2 separate regions of the Pan troglodytes genome follow, and region 2 is linked to region 1. The links are chromatin contacts, called in public Hi-C maps. All regions are on one chromosome and are shown on one strand. The core of a region is the stretch at or near the end of the contact, and the rest is flanking DNA. Distances in the headings are between cores, read along the strand shown. Region 1 has its middle 120 kb from the start of HMCN1. Region 2 holds the start of IVNS1ABP (influenza virus NS1A binding protein).

Region 1 (3,528 bases), core at 406-2,905:
TCACTTAACCACGGAGGTTAGTGAAGGTTGAACATAAAGAGGCTCAATTGTCCACGAGGTAACCCAGCTTGAGCTTTTGTCCAGTAGGGGTACCCCAGAGGGGGTGTGTGACACACTGAGCCAGTCAAACCCTCTGTCTTACAAAGTTGAACCAGCAGATAAATACATAAGCCACTAAGTTTGAGGGGATTCAGAAGGTAGATCACAGAGTTGCTCTTGAGTCCCAAAATAAATTCAGTTCTATCCATACAGTGAAACAAAATGTAGTCAATAAAGTTCATTATTTGAGATAGGGAAGATTTTAACAATAGGGGGTCACTCTCATAAGTAATTACACGTGGGAGGGGTAAGATATAAGGTAAGATATAAAGATGTACACACAGAATTAGGCTACATCTGTAACTCATGATTTAATCTGATCCCACAGGATAATAAATAAAGGTAGCTAAGGAGATACTCCAACATGATTACCCATATTTATCTCTAAGTAGGGATTATGATTGTACCATCCTGGGTTTCAGCAGAAAACTGATAAAACTCGTATACTGGGTAATTTGAGGAGAGTGTCTTAAGGGACTATATGTGAGGTACGAGTGAAGAATGGTACGGGTTCCTAGGGTCAGCCCCATTAGCAGCCTAGGCCAGAAGGGGTTGGAGGAAGGAGGGTTTCCTGAACCTTTAGAGAGAGGGCTGCTGGACAGAGCTGTGCCCTTCAGTCAAGGCACACAGACAGCCAGCTGCAACCCCACAGGAAGGAAGTCAGGCCCAACTTCACTCACACAGGCAAAACTCCAGCAGAAGTCCGAAGGCAAGGGGGCCTTTGGATGCAGCTCAGCTTCCCCAGGCACTCAGCAAGGTGGAGAAGGATGGGTGCAGAGAGCAATCGGGGTGATCTAACCTTCCTCTTTATTCTTGTCTGAATGTTCCACACTTTCTCCAAGGAACATGTAGATCAAACATGTATTTCATAGCTTTAAGTTATTTTCTCCTTCAGTATTCCATTTTTGTCATTCATTGCAGAGGGTTGGATGAAAAATAAAACAGAGGCGTGGGTCAAAAAAAAGACTGAAAATAAGTAGAAGGGGATGAGAAATTCTGGAAAAAGTAACAGAAGTGATTCTGGGGACAAAAAAAGTCACATTTGGTGGCTAAAGTAAATGGGCCGCCAAGTCTCACTGTCCCAGCTCCACAGTGTTCTGCACATTAAAGACGAACCATAATAGAAATAATAGTCACTTCTAAGGGGATTTTCTCAAATGGACTTTCCTGAATCTGCTTTGACATACAAATTAGCCTTAAATGAAAACACCATTTCAGAGTTGCCAAGGCCTTTTTCAGCATTCTAAAGCCATTTTGTCTTTTCATGTCTCTGATCTAAATGTATCTGCTTTCAAACCCAAAATGGTATTTTCTGTACAAGTGTACCAAATTGAATAGAACCCGCATCTGACAGATCTCACAGATATGACTAGTTTCAGTACAAGCAGATGTCAAACCAAGCAAACCATTGTCACTGGCTAAGTGCATGAGGTGAACTGAGGATAAATTCTGTGGTCGCCACTTCCTCAGAGCTCAAAGGCTAACACCCAGTTCATCAGAAGGACCCACTGGGCTTCAAGGACTCCTATGCTGATCCAGTAGAGGGCAGTGATGGTTCCAGGAGCCTGGCTGGCCCTATGCAAGGACTCCCCAATGAAGGCAGGACTGTAAGGCTTTATACAAGCCAGACAGGCAGAGTCACCTGAGTTTATTTCTCTCATCACACTGTGGTCTGTGGCTATTCCCTTAGTAACCCTGCAGCTGCTGCCAGCAGTCATGGGAAAAGGCATTATGACTTTCAACTCCATCTGCAACCTTGAAAACAAAAGCCACAGCACCTCTAGCCTCCGCAATATCAGATACATAGCACGATTGTCTGGTTATATATTTCAGGCCCAAACCAGCCTCTGAGTGAGGTAGGCAGGGGGCTACTCCTTTAAAGGAGCAACAAAGGAGCCCACAGTTCCCAAAAAGGACATTTAAACCTAATCAAGAAGGGATCTGAAGCAGAAGACAATCAATGCTGATCCTTGAAAGGTCTGGGGCTCTTTAATTAAAGAGACCCCCCCCAACTTGACATTATAGTTAATGCAGGAGAGATGAGCTTAGTTACGAACAAGCAAAAGTGTGTTTCACTTGCAAATATCAAACAAGCTGTGGAAATTATTTGCATGGATTATCAGTTGGTAGACACCTCAGAAGATTTCAAGTCTCTGAGAATTTCTAAAATAATGTATTTAAGTGATTTAAGTTACAAGTTGGGGAAGCACATTATGCAACAGTTTTCCCAGTGCAACTTAACTTTTCTACTAAGGAAAATAACTTAACTTGCATTGCACCATTTATATGCAATCAGGAGTTAGTCTTTCTTTCAATGGCATATAAAAATAGAAAGCATTATAAATGTTAGAGCTAGAAGAGACTTTAGTATCACTGTTTTAAATTTGTTAAGCAGTGGAACCCTTTTCAAGATAAACCTTATAGGCAACCTCAATATATCCAGAACAGATAAAAATATTCTATTAATATAAGTTTATTTTATAAGTTCACATTTCTGTTAAATATTATAAAGTCAGTCACTGAGAGCACGGAAGTGTTTTTAGATGAATGAGATCTGAGTTTATGGATGACTTATAAACATACATCAGTTTTAGAATATAATTTATTTTGGTGTTGTCTTTGCAATGACTTTTGTCAAGGATGACAGTGATTGCCACAGATAAATCACTGTAAATGGTAACAGATGTTTTTGTAATAGCCTTTCTTTCAACCTTAGGATATTCTTTAACTAAATAAAACAAGAAGCTTAATTCCAAAATCTGCACCGAAACAAGTTATTAACATTGGCAACATAGTAGTAAGCTGTAGTGCCCCAAAAGTTAAAAGATATTTTTAAAAATTGTAGTAGAGACAGATAGCTGTGTCCTTAACAAAAATCAGCTCCTTTTCTCTCTGGGTTCACAGCTCAACCATATTTACCAGCCTTCCTGTGGTCATTTGTCTGAGCTCCAGCTAGTGAAGTATGAGTAGAACGGACATGCACCACTTCCAGACCTGGCACCGGCAAACCCCCCATGGCAACCCTCCAACCCTTTCCTCAACAACTGGACCACGCTGGAAAGGACTGAGGATCTAGAGGAGGACAGGGCTGTAATATGGAAGGAGTTTGGTTTCTGAAGGACCATGTAGCAGGCCACCTGCAGGGCGGGAACATCTTTAATAGGTTTGGAATAGCAAGAAATAAACTGGTCTTGTATTAAACAACTAATTTTGGGGTCTTTGTTACAACAGCTAGCATTATTTACCCCTACTAATTAATATCATAGATATCATGGTTAAGATAAATATGAAAACAACATTTCAATCAAATGTTTGCTGAACCCCTAAAGCACCTATCCAGAAACCACAGTTTGTAAAAACAGAGTTTTGTTTGTTTTTGTTTGTTTGAGACAGAGTCTCGCTCCGTCGCCCAGGCTGGGATGCAGTGGC
Region 2 (3,682 bases), core at 395-2,894, 240 kb after region 1:
AATGTGTTACTTTAAGAGGTAGAAATTAACCATCAGGTTCCCTGAAAGGCATAAATGGAATGCATAAGTTATGCTGTTATTCATAGAGAAGGTAATAAGTAAATTTGAAATTCCATACAAAGCAAAAATACAATGAGTTTGGGCACACTGTAGCTTTAAGAAAAGTGTTGACTGTTTCAGGTCACAAAGACACTATTTAGAGTATAGCAAGTGTGACCATGTGTCCAACAGGCCAGCAGTCATGTGTCTACCCAGAGTGGGCAATTCATACTCTCCCACTGGAAGGATGAAACCCATTGTATTAAAAGAGCTTAAAAGTACGTACCCTGATAGTTTCATTTGTAAGAAAAGTAAACATTGCTGTCAGTTATTATCAGCAAGACAAAACAAGAGCACAGTGTCAAATGTCAGTCTTTTTCTCCTTAAGAAAGATATAAAAAATCACTCGAATAGACATCTTAGTTCTTGTTTCCTCCTACAATTAATTGTCCGGGGGCGGGGGTGCGGGGTGCGGGCGGGGCGAGGGAGACATACAAGAAATCTGTGAGAAAAAAAGGGGCGGGGGAATAAGTCTCCTTGCCTCAAGATTTTAGAAAAAAAGTTGTAAACCTATTGCAGATGAAGGCTCCCACAATTTATTTTTCCTGCTTCTATAAGCATAAATAGTTAATGATAAAAATGGTAAGAGGCATTGACAAAGAGCTCCTAGAATGTCTACAAATTAAGGTGAGTGATCAAACACAAGGTTAGGTCTAGACAGCTTAAGTGTCCTCCACAAATCAGGATAAGCCTTAACAGGACATTAACCTGGAAGCCTTTACCAAACTCTAATTTGGATATAATTTTACCTCACTAAATCCCTCACCTTCAATCAAAACACCTTTCCCACGTGCCCTTCAGAGTCCACGAAGTTGCTGCCAGATCCCAGCTTAAATCACGTTTCGCTTTCACAGATCTCCCTCCCGGGCAAGGTGGTGGGGTGGATAATGAAGTTTGGCACCTGGTCTAAAGGGCCCCAGTAGGTTAGGATAGGAACTACCACTTCTCAGGTCTGTTTTCTTTTTCCAGAAGAGGGCAAGACCAGTAGAGAACTGACTCAGCGTCTCCGATACGAGGAGAGCTGCACGCAGACAAAACAGACCCGGGGGGTGAAAAGTGGAAGTAAACTGGTGTTTGTGGCACCACTGATAGTATTACACCTTCTCTGACTTCTCCAATATTTTTTTCCCCAAGTGACTCAATCTTCTCACCCAAACCAGGCCAAATGAGGGGTTAGTTGTTCGACTTCTTCTCAGAGTGCCTCTCTTCTTCCTCACACTCTCCACGCCGCCTCTCCGCACACGCCACTTCCCCCCTGACCCTTAAGTTAAGGGCTCATGCCCAACTAGATCCTAATGTCCACGACGAGCAGCTCCAGTCTAGGGGGGGTTGCCTAGAAGTAGGTCTGACGCCGAGCAATCTAATCTCCCACGTCTGATCTCTCAGGCTATTGTGCCTCGAGGGGAAGTCAGAACAGGTGAGGGCGGCTTGAGGGAACCAGTTCCGGGACAGGCAACGCACAGGGCGGCGAAAGTGAGGGTGCGGGGCAAGGAACGGAGGGAGGGACAAAGGCGCGATAAGGAACGAGGGCGCCCCCCGAGCGCCGCCTATCTCCTCAGGATCACCTTGCGCTGACCTAGTTACACCGAGAAGGAAGGAACCCCAGTAGACCAGGGAGGACGGCGGGGCGGGATGTGGGCGGGGCCGCGGGCGGGGCGGGGCTTAGAGTGGGATCTTTATGGGGCTCGCCTGTGATTTGCAGATGGATTCGAGACGGAAGCGGGCTGGGAGGCGTCGGCGGCGGCAGCGCACGTGGTGACGTGCGAGGGGGTGCGGCGCGAGCGGTCGGCGGCGGCGGAGGCAGTGTCTCCCGGTCGCGCGTGGAGGTCGGTCGCTCGGAGCTGCTAGGCGCAGTTTCTCCGCCTGCTGCTTCGGCGCGGCTGTGTCGGCGAGCGAGCGAGTTCCTGCGAGTTCTCGGTGGCGCTCCCCCTTCCTTTCAGTCTCCACGGTCTGGCCCCTCGTCCTTCTACTTGACCGCTCCCGTCTTCCCCCGCCTTCTGGCGCTTTCCGTTGGGCCGATTCCCGCCCGCTTCCTCCTGCTTCCCATCGAAGCTCTAGAGATGAATGTTTCCATCTCTTCAGAGATGAACCAGGTAATATGCGCTGGTTCTACGAACGACAGATGAGGGAGACGGCGCGGCTAGAATCCGAGAAGAAGGGATGGCGCCGCGGATGGGAAGAGGGTGGGAGGCGCGGAGGCGGTGTCCTCATCAGGGGAGGCAGCCCCAAGCGGCCGCCGCCGCCCTCTGGGACGTGAAGCCCGCGCTCCAGCGCTGCCATGGTTGCCAAGTTGCGTTGGCGGCCGAGAGCGGGCGCCGGTCGCCTCGGAGAGCGCGGAGGCTGGAGCCCCTTTGCTACACTGGCGCGGGTGAGGCAGGCTGGGAGGAACAAGAGTTTTTTGTTCGAAGGGTTTTGGGGGGCCTGGGTTAGGGCGCCGCGGGGCGGGGATGACCCGCCGGAAGGAGGGCGCGGGACTCCCCGTTCTTGCTGTCAGGAACGGACGCCTCGCCTTGGGTTTGCCTGGGGTTTGGGATTCTCTTCTGGAAGAGCTCTCGCGACTCGGCTCGTGTGGGCGGGCAGCCAGCCCCGGGCCTGGAGTAGGGTGGCACGGAGTCCCCGATCGCCGTGGGCCGCGGGGTCCTTTGTTCCCGCTCCACGTTGCCCGCTTTTCTTGCCAAGCGCGGGGAGAAGGGGGCGGGAGGAGGGAGGGAGCGGCTGCCCTGACGTGTCGGTACTGAGTGACTGCGGGGCTGGCCAATCCGGGGCGGGGGTGTGCGGGTGCTGGGGGCCTCGCCTCGCAGCCTGCGGAGTGGGCGCCGGCCTGGCTGCGCGAGGAGGAAGGCCTGGGACGCTCTTTCTTTTTTCTGAAAGAAATCAGTGGCAAGATTTGCTCTTTTTCCCTCCCTCCACGCTTTTGGTTAAGTGTCTCTGATTATAAGCTCTTGATGATAGGAAGGTATCAGGCTGAGGGTTGAACCTAGGGTAACTTGAACCACTACTTGAGAACTACATTTACTTTTTCCCCCAATACGTAGTGGACATATCTATTGGTTTGAGACAGCTGACATTTCAAGGAGAAATCAGATGTCCAAAAGGGCGCATTTTTGTGATGGAGCGTGCAGTGATGGAGCGTTAGAACACCTTGGCATCAAGCTATTCGTTGAGTGTGTCGTGGTCTTCTGTCTACTAATAGATGACAACTCTGGAAGCCTAGTACCACTCTTAACAGATGAATAAGTACAGCATGGACTAGACTGCCACAGGCCATGCTTTCTTTTAATAATTCTAGCACCAGTGATTAATTTAGGAAAAACAAAATACTGATGATTACTTTTAGGCTAAAGCCTGCTGACACTTCTGTCTTAAAGATACTGAAAGAGTAGTTGTATTTGTTAAGTCTGGACGTGAGGTAAACATGGACTTTAGAATTGAATTGAGACTAGTATCATTTAACGCCAGCTGGCAGGCTACTTATCAAGCTTATAATTTGGTAGCCAGAGGTAAACGGAACTTGAGCCACTGACCAAAGAGAGCCCTGGAATGGTTTTCCTCTGTGTTTTCCTAATAGATGATATCTCTGGTT

Evidence for each region. Hi-C and Micro-C count contacts between places; a contact is called where the count stands out from the background.
Region 2: a contact with region 1 is called in a Hi-C map of induced pluripotent stem cells, with 1.9 times the contacts expected there. The contact joins the promoter of IVNS1ABP here to the enhancer-like site in region 1. A contact is called at or near these places in 1 of 7 Hi-C or Micro-C datasets (induced pluripotent stem cells) and 1 of 1 datasets of contacts at active chromatin or transcription factors (stem cell-derived excitatory neurons).

The regions. Positions count from the first base shown.
Region 1 is chr1:63,537,451-63,540,978 of NHGRI_mPanTro3-v2.0_pri, forward strand. No RefSeq gene overlaps it. Among named protein-coding and RNA genes, the nearest start is that of HMCN1, 120 kb to the left of the region's middle. Within about 2 kb of position 1,656, at least 4 of the 24 cell types and tissues checked have an H3K27ac peak or open chromatin away from gene starts, as enhancers often do. A contact at or near this core is called in induced pluripotent stem cells, where this site is marked.
Region 2 is chr1:63,779,279-63,782,960 of NHGRI_mPanTro3-v2.0_pri, forward strand. It overlaps IVNS1ABP (influenza virus NS1A binding protein), which reads left to right and starts at 1,645. Exons shown (of 15, transcript XM_001164878.7): 1 at 1,645-2,192.